Regions from separate parts of the Neogale vison genome. Here region 1 is linked to region 2. Evidence: chromatin contacts called from public Hi-C data. All regions are on one chromosome and are shown on one strand. The core of a region is the stretch at or near the end of the contact, and the rest is flanking DNA. Distances in the headings are between cores, read along the strand shown.

Region 1 (5,921 bases), core at 599-3,098, 180 kb before region 2:
CTACCTTCGGCTCTGGTCATGATCCCAGGGTGGTCCCATTGAGCCCCACATGAAGCCCTGAATTGAGCCCCCCATCGATCCCCACATTGAGCCCCATATCAGGCTCCCTGCTCTACCAGAAGCCTGCTTCTCCCTCTCCCACTCCCTGTTCTTGTGTTCCTTCTCTCTCTTGGTATCTCTCTCTCTCTCTCTCTCTGTCAAATAAATAAATAAAATATTTTTTAAAATTAACCATGCGAGAAAAACACCTTTTATTTTTAAATATTTAAATATTTTTTAAATACCTATTAGTGGGTACACTGCAATTTCTAGACTCTCTTCTTTAGCTTCTTTAACCCTGACTTGTACTGACTCTTCTCCTTCAGGCATTCTTAGTTTGTCCTCCTCTAGTGGAAGTCAAGCCTACAAACCTTGCCTCTTTATGCGGCACTCAATCTCTTAGGAAGCATTTCTACTTTGGGGCCTTCAGTTCTCACTTTTCAAAGCAGGATCTCCTCCAAATCTATCATTATTAGTCAAAATTTTCACTCCACACATATAGGACAAATTCACTTGGATGACCTCTTCAAACCAAATCTTACTGTAACACGGCTTCCTGCTTTACCACGCTCCCAGTCAGCACCCTTTCCAAATTAGTGACCATATTCAAAACCTTAAACATGTTCTCCTTTGACTTTTTACACAACTGTGATGGGCAGTTTTATTTGCCCCTTTATGTGCTGGGTAAGGGTCAAATCTCCCCTCGCTCTACTTCCGTCCATTTTTGTTTTAATTATGTACAGAGGACCTGGTCAGCCCCGGGTTGGAGTGCTTGCTCTATCTTCAGTGCTTTGCTTCTCCTTCCACAACGTTCTTGCACTCTGGTTTCGTTAAGGAGACATGCACTGGAACAGGGAGTGCCCCCATTTCCCCACTCACCACTCTTCTCACTGTCCTTCTTCTTCACGCACCTTCCTCTCTATCCAGGCCTCCCCTTCAGGTCTCACAGGACCTCCACTTTTCACTTTGTTCCCTTCCAACCCTCCAGTCCCTATCTAGGTAAAGCGTCTCAGCAGGTGCTCCAGCTGGTGGAACCCTGTATTTACATTCTCTTCTGGGCCAACAACCCCGCGGACGCGTTGAGGAACAGGGATAGAACCTGCCGCTGTATCTGGGCGGAAATGAAGGCGTGTGTTAAATCTTAGATTAAGTAACATTTAAAACCAATTCAACTTTTATTATCGAACAAAATGAATATGATTTAAAAAAACAACTTTTATGATCGAAAAAAACAAAACTGCTAATAAGAATTCCTAGTACTCGCAAAAGGAGCTTTCCCTGACCGGGAATCGAACCCGGGCCGCGGCGGTGAGAGCGCCGAATCCTAACCACTAGACCACCAGGGAAGTTAGCACTAGCTCTTCTTGAAATGTATTTGCCACTTTAAAAAATCTCTACGTCAACCGGACCAGTAAGAAGAGAGCTTCTACGCTCTAAGCCCCACCCACTCCGTTCCCATTTTGGGTCAAGGCCTCCTAAACTAATGCAAATTTTGCGCGCTCCCAGCCCAGCACCCAGGTGGCTCCCGGGGGTGGGGGGAACTGGACCCTCCAAGTCCGACTGCCCTGCTAGAAAAGACTAATTACATACTTCATGCTAATTATGTAACATAAATATCTATACCAATACAAATGTTAGAGTACCGCGGGAAGCTTGTCACTTGCTTTATTTTTTTCACCATCCAGCTGCTCTTTCTAAGTTTCCCCTCTGTCTCTTGCTGACCTTCCCTCCCGCGCAGACGTTAAGTCCCACTAAACCTGGTGCTAAGTCTGAAGGTGGACTGTCGCCCGCGGAGAGCCTTTCGCGCAGGGGAGCTGGCTGTGACACGGCCCACCTTGGCCCGCGGCGCGGGCTCTGGGACTGCGGGGGACGAAGGGCCCAGCGGCCTCCCAGGACGCGATTATCTGGCTGTCGTGATGGTTACGTACTGAGTTAAGTACTGATGGTTACGTACTGAGTTAAGTACTGATGGTTACGTACTGAGTTAAGTACAGGCTAACGACGCTGGGTGCTGGGGGAGCCGTGCCTAGAGCGCTGCGGAGAGCATCTGCCCCCGGTCCGAGGAAACCCTTCGGACCCACAGCGTTTCCATCATCCCCGTATTTTTGAAGTGTTATTACCCGGGCAACTGCTTCACGGCTCAGGGTTCTGTGCGAGACACGGCCAGGAAGTGATGCAATTACCAGAGGAGTAAAACAAAACAACAACAACAACAACAACAAGAAACAACCAGCCTTACGGCCCAGCCTCAATTCAGAAACCCTCATGACACAGGAGCCGAAGGCAGCAGGATGTAACTCCACTTTGAAGTGCCAACCGTTCCAGTTGAACAAACGTAACCCAAGAGACCCAGCTCCGCGGCAAGATGGAAGGAGGCTTCAGGAAAGCTGATAGCAATTCACCATGAACTTGCTCACAACCTCTGGCCCCACGATGAGTTCCCACTGTCATCCACCGTCGTAGAATTTAGGTGAGCCTCTGTTTGAATATTGTTTCTTGTTTTCAGGCAACCCTGAGATGGTTTAGATTATTGATAAAATTTGTCTAAAATGTTTAATAATATGCAGGGGGTGGGGTGCTGGGTGGCTCAGTCCGTTAAGCATCTGTCCTCCGCTTGTCATGATGCCCTGGTCCTGGGATCAAATCCCACGTCAGGCTCCCTGGTCAGTGGGGAGCCTGCTTCTCCCTTTCCCTGCTGCTCCCCCCTGCTTGCACTTTCTCTCTCTCAGTCAAACAAATAAATAAATAAAATCTTTAATAATAATAATAATATGCAAGCAGGAAGAGTAAATGGAATTTTAAGGGCTGATAAAGATAGAAAAATCACAACAAATTTCTAAACTTATTGTATTTTAAATAGGACACACACTTTCCTCTATCAAGGAATTCTTAGGAAATCAGGTTCAGTAGGTGGAGCTCTTTCCTCTGAATTGCTAGTTATCAGCGCTTAGTAGAAAAGGATCTGGTTTTGAACACGAAGACAAAGTGAATATTATTTTTTTAGAAATTTAAGTTTTAATAGGCTTAGTCACAATATGCTCAAAAGGACAGAAAGGTGCAATAAACACCACCATCCCTCTCTTTTCCCCAGTCACTAATTTCTTCTTCCCAGAGGTAACCAGTGTTAAGTTTCTTCTGTATCCTAGAAACAGTCTATGCATACACAAACTAATCTCCCTCTTTTTTCCAGCTTTTTATCTTGAAAAATTCCAAACCCACAGCAAATTGCAAGTGTAGGACAATGAACACACATATTTCCTTCATCTGAAGCTGTGCTGTCCAATTTAGTAAGATCAGCCCATGTGACTATTGTGGATTGTAATGCAGCTAACGCAAACTTAAATGTTCTATAGGTGATGACTGCCTACTCGGTTTTTTTTTTTTTTTTTAAGATTTTTTATTTATTTGACAGACAGAGATCACAAGTAGGCAGAAAGGCAGGCAGAGAGAGAGGAAGGGAAGCAGGCTCCCTGCTGAGGAGAGAGCCAGATGCGGGGCTGGATTCCAGGACCCTGAGATCATGACCCGAGCCAAAGGCCGCGGCTTAATCCACTAAGCCACCCAGGCACCCTTGCCTACTGGTTTTTAAGCCTTAATATAGAAGGAAAGAAAAGTAAAATAGCTCAATAATGTTTACTTTGATTATGTTTTTAAATTAGAAATATATCGGGTTGGGGCACCTGGGTGGCTCGCTGGGTTGGGAGGGGGACTCTTGATTTCAGCTGAGTTCATGATCCCGATCCCGGGGTGATGAGATTGAGCCCCTTGTCCTGCCCCACACTTGGCGTTGAGTCAGCTTGGGATTCTCTCTCTCCCTCTCCCTCTTGCCTCTCACACCGCTCAGGTGGGTGCTCTCTCTCTGTCCCTCTCTACATAAAAAATTTTTTTAAAGAAATATATCAGGCTAAAATATCATAAAAATTTATTTCACTTTCTCTTCACTTTTTAAGGTATCTATTAGACTATTTAAAATTATATATGTGCCTTGTATTTTATTTCTATTTTCCAGTACTGATCTAGATTCACCAGTTGTTGTTTTTTTGCTGTATTTGCTTTCTCTTCATCTTTCTTCTGAAGCATTTGGGGTTAGTTGCAGACATCGTAATACTTTACTTTTAAATACTTTATCCTGTATTTCCTAAGGACAAGGAATACAATTATCACATTTAGGTAATTTAAAGGTAACACAATATTGGGTTCCTGGGTGGCTCAGTGGGTTAAGCTGCTGCCTTCGGCTTGGGTCATGATCTCAGGGCTCTGGGATCGAGTCCCGCATCTGGCTCTCTGCTTAGCAGGGAGCCTGCTTCCCTCTCTCTGCCTGCCTCTCCATCTACTTGTAATTTCTCTCTGTCAAATAAATAAATAAAATCTTTAAAAAAAAAAAGTCTTAAAGGTAATACAATATTATTTATTATACAGTTAAAAACTAATGTTTCACTTGTCAAAATAACACTTCTTAGACTTTTAAGATTCTGAAACCATTATTCCGGAATAATTCTGGAACAATTCCCAATTTTTCTTAACAATATTGATCTTTTTGAATCGTGAAAGACAGTTCTTTCAGAACTGAATTTATCAATTCAGATAAATATCTCTTTTGAAAAGAAAAGAACCTTAAGTTATGTGTCCTTCTCAGTACATGACATCAGAATGGCATAATGCTGATGTATCATATTGTCTTTCATGGTCAATGTTGTAGGCAGAATAATAGCCCCCACAGGGATGTCCCCATCCCAATCTCTAGAACACATGAATCTGTTACTTTACATGGCAATAGGAAATTTGCAGATGTAATTAAGGATTCTGAGACACAGGAAAGTATCCTGGATTCTCTGAGGGGGCCCAAAATCATCACAAGCGTCCTTATAAGTAAAGGAGAGAAGTAGGAGAATTAGTGTCCCAGTGATGTGGTTGGAAGAAAACTCAACCTACCTTTGTTGGCTTTGAAGAAGGGGAAGAGGACCTTGAGCTGAGGGATTCAGGTGGCCTCTGGAAGCTGAAAAAGGCAAGGAAGCAGATTCTTCCCTTGAGCCTCCACAAAGAAAACAGCCCTCCCAACACCTAGATTTTACCCTAGTAAGACCCAATGTCAGACTTCCGGATTATAGAATTGTAGGATAATATATTCGTGTTGCTTTAAGCCATTGAGTTTGTGCTAATTTTTTTACAGCAGCTATAGGAAACATATAGTAAATTCAAGCATTTGGTTAAGGTGTCCACCATGCTTTGAGAATGTATGAATCTTCTGTTCCTCAGTAAACTTTCACCCACTGATAATCTTTGCTTGAATCAGTTATTACTGTGGTGATTGCAAAATGGTGTTTTCATTTTATTTTTCTCTTGTAAATAACTTCCCTTTCTCTCCTTTCTCTTTTTATTCTCTAATTTTGAAATATCAGACTGGACTCATATATTCTTTTTTTGTTTTTATTCAGTGTGTTATAATCCAGCACTGTCATTTTTCTTAATAATTAAATTGTCCCAAATTTGGCCAGAGGAATCCTTTTAAGTTTGCTCCCATATTCTTTTGATATATTTTTGAGCACTTCTTTACCTTCTGTCCCAAGATGGTTCAGGCACACCCTGTAGTTCATAGACTGGCTTAGAGAGAATTAAGGTCTTTATGCATATATCTTTTCTTTTTTAATCTCTTTGTTTTATTTTTACACAAAGAGGGACATACTCTACATACTTTTTCTAACTTCTTAAAATTAATATCTTTTAAAAGAGGGACATTCTTTTTTTTTTTTTTTTTAAAGATTTTATTTATTTATTTGACAGAGAGAGATCACAAGCAGGCAGAGAGAGAGAGAGAAGGAAGCAGGCTCCTGGCTGAGCAGAGAGCCCGACGCGGGGCTGGATCCCAGGACCCTACGGGCTCG
Region 2 (5,930 bases), core at 3,231-5,730:
CAGAACTGAATGCCTGGTCTTCCCTGCTCTCAAGCCTGCTCTTCCAGAGTTCTCCATTTTAGTAATCATGGGCTTCAACCTTCCAGTTTTCAGACTAAGAACCTCTGAGTTGTCCTTGATTACCCTTGGTATCTCATACTCCACATGTAGACACTGGGGATACTTTGATGAACTAAAAACTGACAAAAATGATAAAAATTCCCGAGATTACATTCAATGAGAATGAAATAGACAATAATAAAGAACCACAATATGTTAATGATGTGATATTTAAACACTTACATATAATAATATTACCATGTAGCATTAAATATTTAAACATAAGTATCTAGAAGATAATAGGTGCAATAAAAACAGGGGAAAGGGAGAGCTAGGGGTGAGAATGAGGGGGTAGGTTGACAAGGTGGTCAGAATTGACTCCTCTGGGGAAGACACATTTAAGCAAAGATGTAAAGGTGAGAGGAGAAATCTGCATGGCTAGTAATAGAAAGTGTATTCTAGGCGGAGGGACAACCAGTGTAGAGGCCCAGATGTGGGCACAAGCCTGGCTGGCATAAGCAACAAGGAGTCTGGTGGGGCTGGAGCAGAGTAAGCCATGGAAGTGGCGGTCGCTGGTGTCAGAATGGGAGGAGGTGGGTAGGTGGTATACAGTGTCAAGACTTACGGGTCCTAAGAGCGAAATCCTTTGGCTTTTACTCTCAGTAAGACACAGAACCACTGGAGGATGTTGAACAGAGGAGAGATGTGATCTGATCTATATTTTTAAAGGATCATTCTGGCTGCTGTGTTAAGACTCCATGGTGAAGGGAGAGGGAAGACGCTGAAGGAGGAAGACTAGTTAGGGTACTGAATAATTCACATGAGAGGTGATGGTAGCTCAGTCAAGGCTGACAGTGGTGATGAGATCAGATTCTGGATGTACTTTAAATTTCCTGATGGATTGGATATGAAGAGTTAAGGGGAACATCAAATATGATCTCAAAATTTCTGTCCTCAGTAGATGGCAGAACAGAATTTTCCCTCAAGTAAGAAGGTAGAAGATTTTGGGAGGGGAAAAAGAACTCTCCCCATAGCCTAGTTTCAGACATAATATCTGGTAGATGCATGTGTGGGATGGTTGAATTGGCAGCTTGGAGTTCAGGAAAGAGGTCTATCCTAGAGATTTAAATTTGGGAGTCACTGGCATATATGTGCTCAAAGCCACAAACTATGCGGGATTACCAAGAGAGCTGAAGAAAAGAATCTTACCAAATATGTGTATCTTTCTGTATGTCAGGGCGAGAGATGAGTGGGGAAGGGAAGGGAGGAAGGAGAAGAGGAAATGGCTTTACAAACCCTCACTCAGTCTGTGTTCGATTGGAGCACTGAAGCTTCTGAATTTAAATTAAAGTAAAACATCTGATCCCTTAAATTGTTTTACATACCATCACTACCTATTGGAAATAACTGTTAACATCTGTCTAGAGTTTTGTGCCAGGCTGCCAGGCTTCAGTTCTCAAAATAAGATGTGCAGTAAGCATTGTTATTATCCTCATTTTATGGATGAAGAAACAGCCTTGACACAGAAAGATAAACACTTTAGCTCAAATCTTCACAGATGGTAAGCTGTAGAATTGTCTGACTCCAGAGCACGCCTGAAGCAGGGCTGCTACTGGCCCATATGGTACCCTGGTGAAATCAGAAAACATTCCATTTTGCAAGTAAAATGTAGTTTGTGTCACAAGACCCAAATGACGGTTTCCCAGAGGAGCTAACCAGAGGACCAATAGGTAGCAGTTCTGCCTGTGTGTGCCTGTGTGTGCCACACAACTGCCCGGGCTTTTGCTTGATCCCACACCACTACTTCAGACAAGTTTTAAACAGTTTGTGTTGCTTCTCCCACTTCCATGATAGAATAACGTTGATAGACAACGATATCAAATTCAAAGTTGGTGAATGGGAAGCAAGTCTTTGAAAGTGCCAGACAAGTGAGGGACCAATCACAGGTGTCACTAGGAATGTAGTCAGGACAGGTACAACTTGTGCAAATGTGCACCAATATGTAGGTGAATGAATGGTCTCTAGAGTGTGTGCATGTGGTTACACATACTGATTGTGGGTTCTTACAGGAGTTAGCTCTTCACTGCTCCAGAATTCTTAGGCCTGCCTGTGACTTTATGTATGGTAATGTTTATCTACAATGTAAATTAGCATATTCTTATTTATAGTGTTCTTCTACAGTGTGTGATCTGAACAGTCCCATGCATGCAGCAGCCTAATTCCTAATGATTCTTTTATTCATCAGACAGCTGTTGAGGATCTACCTACATGCAAAGCGCTCTATGAGGCACTACAGTAGGTTCAAAGACACCCATTCTTTATCAAGGAATATGACTTCTAGTAAGAAATATATGCACATAAATAGTATAGAATACAAAGCATTAAGTTTTACAAGAGAAGTACTGAAAAACTACTCTGTGAATTCACAAGATAAAGTACTTATTTCAGTTTGGTTAATTAAAAAAAATGTCATGAAGTAGAGAGCAGTTGAGGAGTGGTTTGGAAGGTGGATTTGGATGTGCAGAGATAGAAACAAAGATATTTCAGAAGGAACAGCATGGATTAAAAAAGTGACATGGTGTCTGTAGTATAGTGCACGGAAATAGTGGATAGTTAGGAAGGCAAAGTAACGTACAGATTCTGAACCCTGCCTTGGATTCCCAACAAGGTATGAAGCTATTATAGTGGTCCCCCACACCACTGGCAAACTGAAAGACGAATGAAAAAAGTCTTGAACACCTATGTATAACTACTTTAAAAATACATAAATGCTGGGCGCCTGAGTGGCTCAGTGGGTTAAGGCCTCTGCCTTCAGCTCAGGTCATGATCCCAGGGTTCTGGGATCGAGCCCCACATGGAGCTCTCTGCTCAGCGGGGAGCCTGCTTCCTCCTCTCTCTCTCTGCCTGCCTCTCTGCCTACTTGTGATCTCTGTCAAATAAATAAATAAAATCTTTAAAAAATACATAAATGCTTTCAATTAATACAATAGAAATCATTCAAAAACAAGACTGAATTAACAATAAGACTTTGTTGTTAGGTATTTTCTAAGTCAACAAATAACAAGGATACTATAATGAGCTAGTTTAAGAAATTTTTCAGTGTTAAAAAAAGAGTTCTGGGACACCTGGGTGGCTCAGTTGGTTGGACGACTGCCTTGGGCTCGGGTCATGATCCTGGAGTCCCGGAATTGAGTCCCTCATCGGGCTCCCAGCTCCATGGGGAGTCTGCTTCTCTCTCTGACCTTCTCGCTCATGCTCTCACTGTCTCTCTCTCAATAAATAAAATCTCTTAAAAAATTAAAAAGAGTCTGTGTTTAAAAAGGCTGGTGGGTTCTGGAGTTAGACAAACCTTTTTCTTAGTTTGTTTCTTCATCTCTGTAATGAGGATTGTAAAACCAACCTTGTTTGGTTGAGAAAATACATGGCACACTTTAGGTGTTCAGCAAATACCAAGTATTATTAAAATGAAAAGCTGGGTCAAATCAGAGTCCACCTTCAATACCAAGTTAACTGAGACTTTCTCTTTTGGGCGCGACGGTTACGTACATTTTTTTTTTTGGTAAAGATTTTATTTATTTATTTATTTGACAGACAGAGATCACAAGTAGGCAGAGAGAGAGGAGGAAGCAGGCTCCCTGCAGAGCAGAGAGCCCGACATGGGGCTCGATCCCAGGATCCTGGGATCATGACCCAAGCCAAAGGCAGAGGCTTTAACCCACTGAGCCACCCAGGTGCCCCATACCTACGGGTTTTTGAGTGATGAGAGAGTCAAGGAGGGAAACCGGTTACTGTAGTGGTTGAGGCATGAAGCACGAGCAACGAATTCGTGGAATAGTACAGACTATAAACTTAACGACTCCGCATCTACCTGTGTTTAAGGAATGTGAGATAAAGGCCACTATTTTGAACTAGCTAATGCTTTCAACAACAAAGAAAAGAGATACGAAATTCAGTTTTGGGTATTTTGAACTTAGGGACCTAAAACTGTCGTGGCTGAAAATGTACACACGAAACATCAAACATAATCTATGTTGAAAAGAAATTGTGCTCATTCTCTATTAAAACCTATGAATTTTTTTAAAAAAACTTTTTTTTTTAACAACACAATACATTCCTGGGAGATACCAAATGCAGCTTGAAAAAAGACCGCCAGCACACCCACCAGCTTCCACTTGGCCGGGCACTAGGGCGTGCCGGTTACGTCACAGCGGCGGTGCACGCTCCTGCGTCTCGAAGGACGTGGTGCGTCATTACCAAGGAGACGCAGGGGGCGGAGCGACATCCGTAAACCCCCCGCCAGCTTCTCCCGTCGCGCCCAAGTGCGTACTCTTGCTTCCCCTTCCTGGCCTCGGGCTGTGAGGCGGGTCGCGTCGTCGCCCTTACTCTACAGTCCGACTAATCTGCGCATGCGCTCAAATCCCTGCCCTTCCCAGCGGCAGGCGGAGGGCGACACCTCCAGGTAAAAGTGAGGCATTGCAGGAGGCGGACTCAACCCAGGGCGAGCGGCGCGAGAGCAGTCAAGGTTCCTGTCCACCTTGAGGCGGCTAGGATGGCTGAGGAGTCGGTGCGCGGTAGAGTCGAATCCGAGGCTGGTTTTGAGGCAGTGAAGCCTGAAGATTCTAAGGTGTCTTCACCGAAGACTGCAGATGTTGTCGCAACGTCATCGAAGGCGGAGGACTACAGTAGCAAGTGCGTGTTCTGCCGGATCGCGGCGAAGCAGGAACCCGGCACCGAGCTCCTGTACTGCGAGGTGGGCTGCGTGCGGACCGGGCGTGGGACGGGGCAGGGACGCAGGCCTCGCGCCGTGGCGGACCGCGGTGGGGTCGTGTCAGGCCCCCGGGAGGGAGACCTCGCAGGTGTGGACCGGAGTGGGGCAGGCGGGGTGTCCTGGTGTTAATGACGGATTTGCTTCTCGCGAGTGGGGTCTGTCTCCAGCATTATTGTTGCTGTGCCGAGGGGGTGGGCAGCGGGGGGACAATGTAGCGATAAAGCCAGACACTTGGGCTTCTGTCTGCAGGTACGAGGTATTTGGCAGAAAATAGCATTTGTCGCTTGTTGTTACTGGAGGGAATCCTCCGCCCACCCCCGCATCCCCACCCCCTGCGCTTCTCGACACCGCTTTTCAATTCTGCACACTCTCATTCTGCGACTGAGGGGAAGAACTGGTAGAAAGGAGACGATGGTAATAGGGAAAAGCTTCGTTGAACTGACAGAAGTGAGGCAGGGGGCGGGGGTGGAGCTGAGGTCAAACTGTTTCTTAATAAGCCCCAGATTTCCACTGAAGGGTAAAGTTCGCACAGGCGTTGTCAGTTGGGACGTATGCACATTTTCGGAGCACTGAGATTTTGCGCAGGTACTTGAAAACAGGTATCTGGAAATCATTTTCATCTGCTGGTTCTACTTGCCTTTAAAGAAACAGCCTTTGGAGAGGATCAGATCCAAAGATTCTGTGTTTTTGGTTCTTGTTGATTTTAGTAATCATTAATTCATTTGTTAAAAGTGAATTGAATTTGTTCTAACCACCTAGTGTTGGAGACAGAGGTAAGAATTTATGGCTAGAGAGACGACTGAAGTGATAGACCTTGAAATCTGTGCTTGACCAGGGGAAGGAGTGAAGACAGGAAGCGGTTGATAGGGAGAGGGGTCAGTACATCAGTTGTCTGCAGAGCAGGCCTCTGCTGAACTGAGCCACAGTCAGGACTGCACCACATAAAAAATTATGCACACTCCAGTACCAATGTTGAGGAAAACTGGTAAATAATAGCTACTAATAATGTAAAAAGTTTTGTCTAAAAATAGTCATGGAGGGGTGCACCTGGGTGGCTCAGTCCTTAAGTGTTTGCCTTTTGCTCGGATCTTGATCCCAGCGTTCTGGGATTGAGTCTTGCCTT

Evidence for each region. A called contact is a pair of places that touch in the nucleus more often than the background predicts.
Region 1: a Hi-C map of fibroblasts shows a contact between it and region 2, with 6 times the contacts expected there. The contact joins the promoter of NCOA7 here to the promoter of HINT3 in region 2. A contact is called at or near these places in 2 of 3 Hi-C or Micro-C datasets (fibroblasts and muscle).

The regions. Positions count from the first base shown.
Region 1 is chr1:75,095,860-75,101,780 of ASM_NN_V1, reverse strand. It overlaps NCOA7 (nuclear receptor coactivator 7), which reads left to right and starts at 1,848. Exons shown (of 16, transcript XM_044249430.1): 1 at 1,848-2,509. It overlaps TRNAE-CUC (a tRNA gene), which reads right to left and starts at 1,385; the gene lies at 1,314-1,385.
Region 2 is chr1:74,921,542-74,927,471 of ASM_NN_V1, reverse strand. HINT3 (histidine triad nucleotide-binding protein 3) reads left to right here and starts at 4,480. Exons shown (of 5, transcript XM_044249409.1): 1 at 4,480-4,789. The coding sequence starts at 4,589.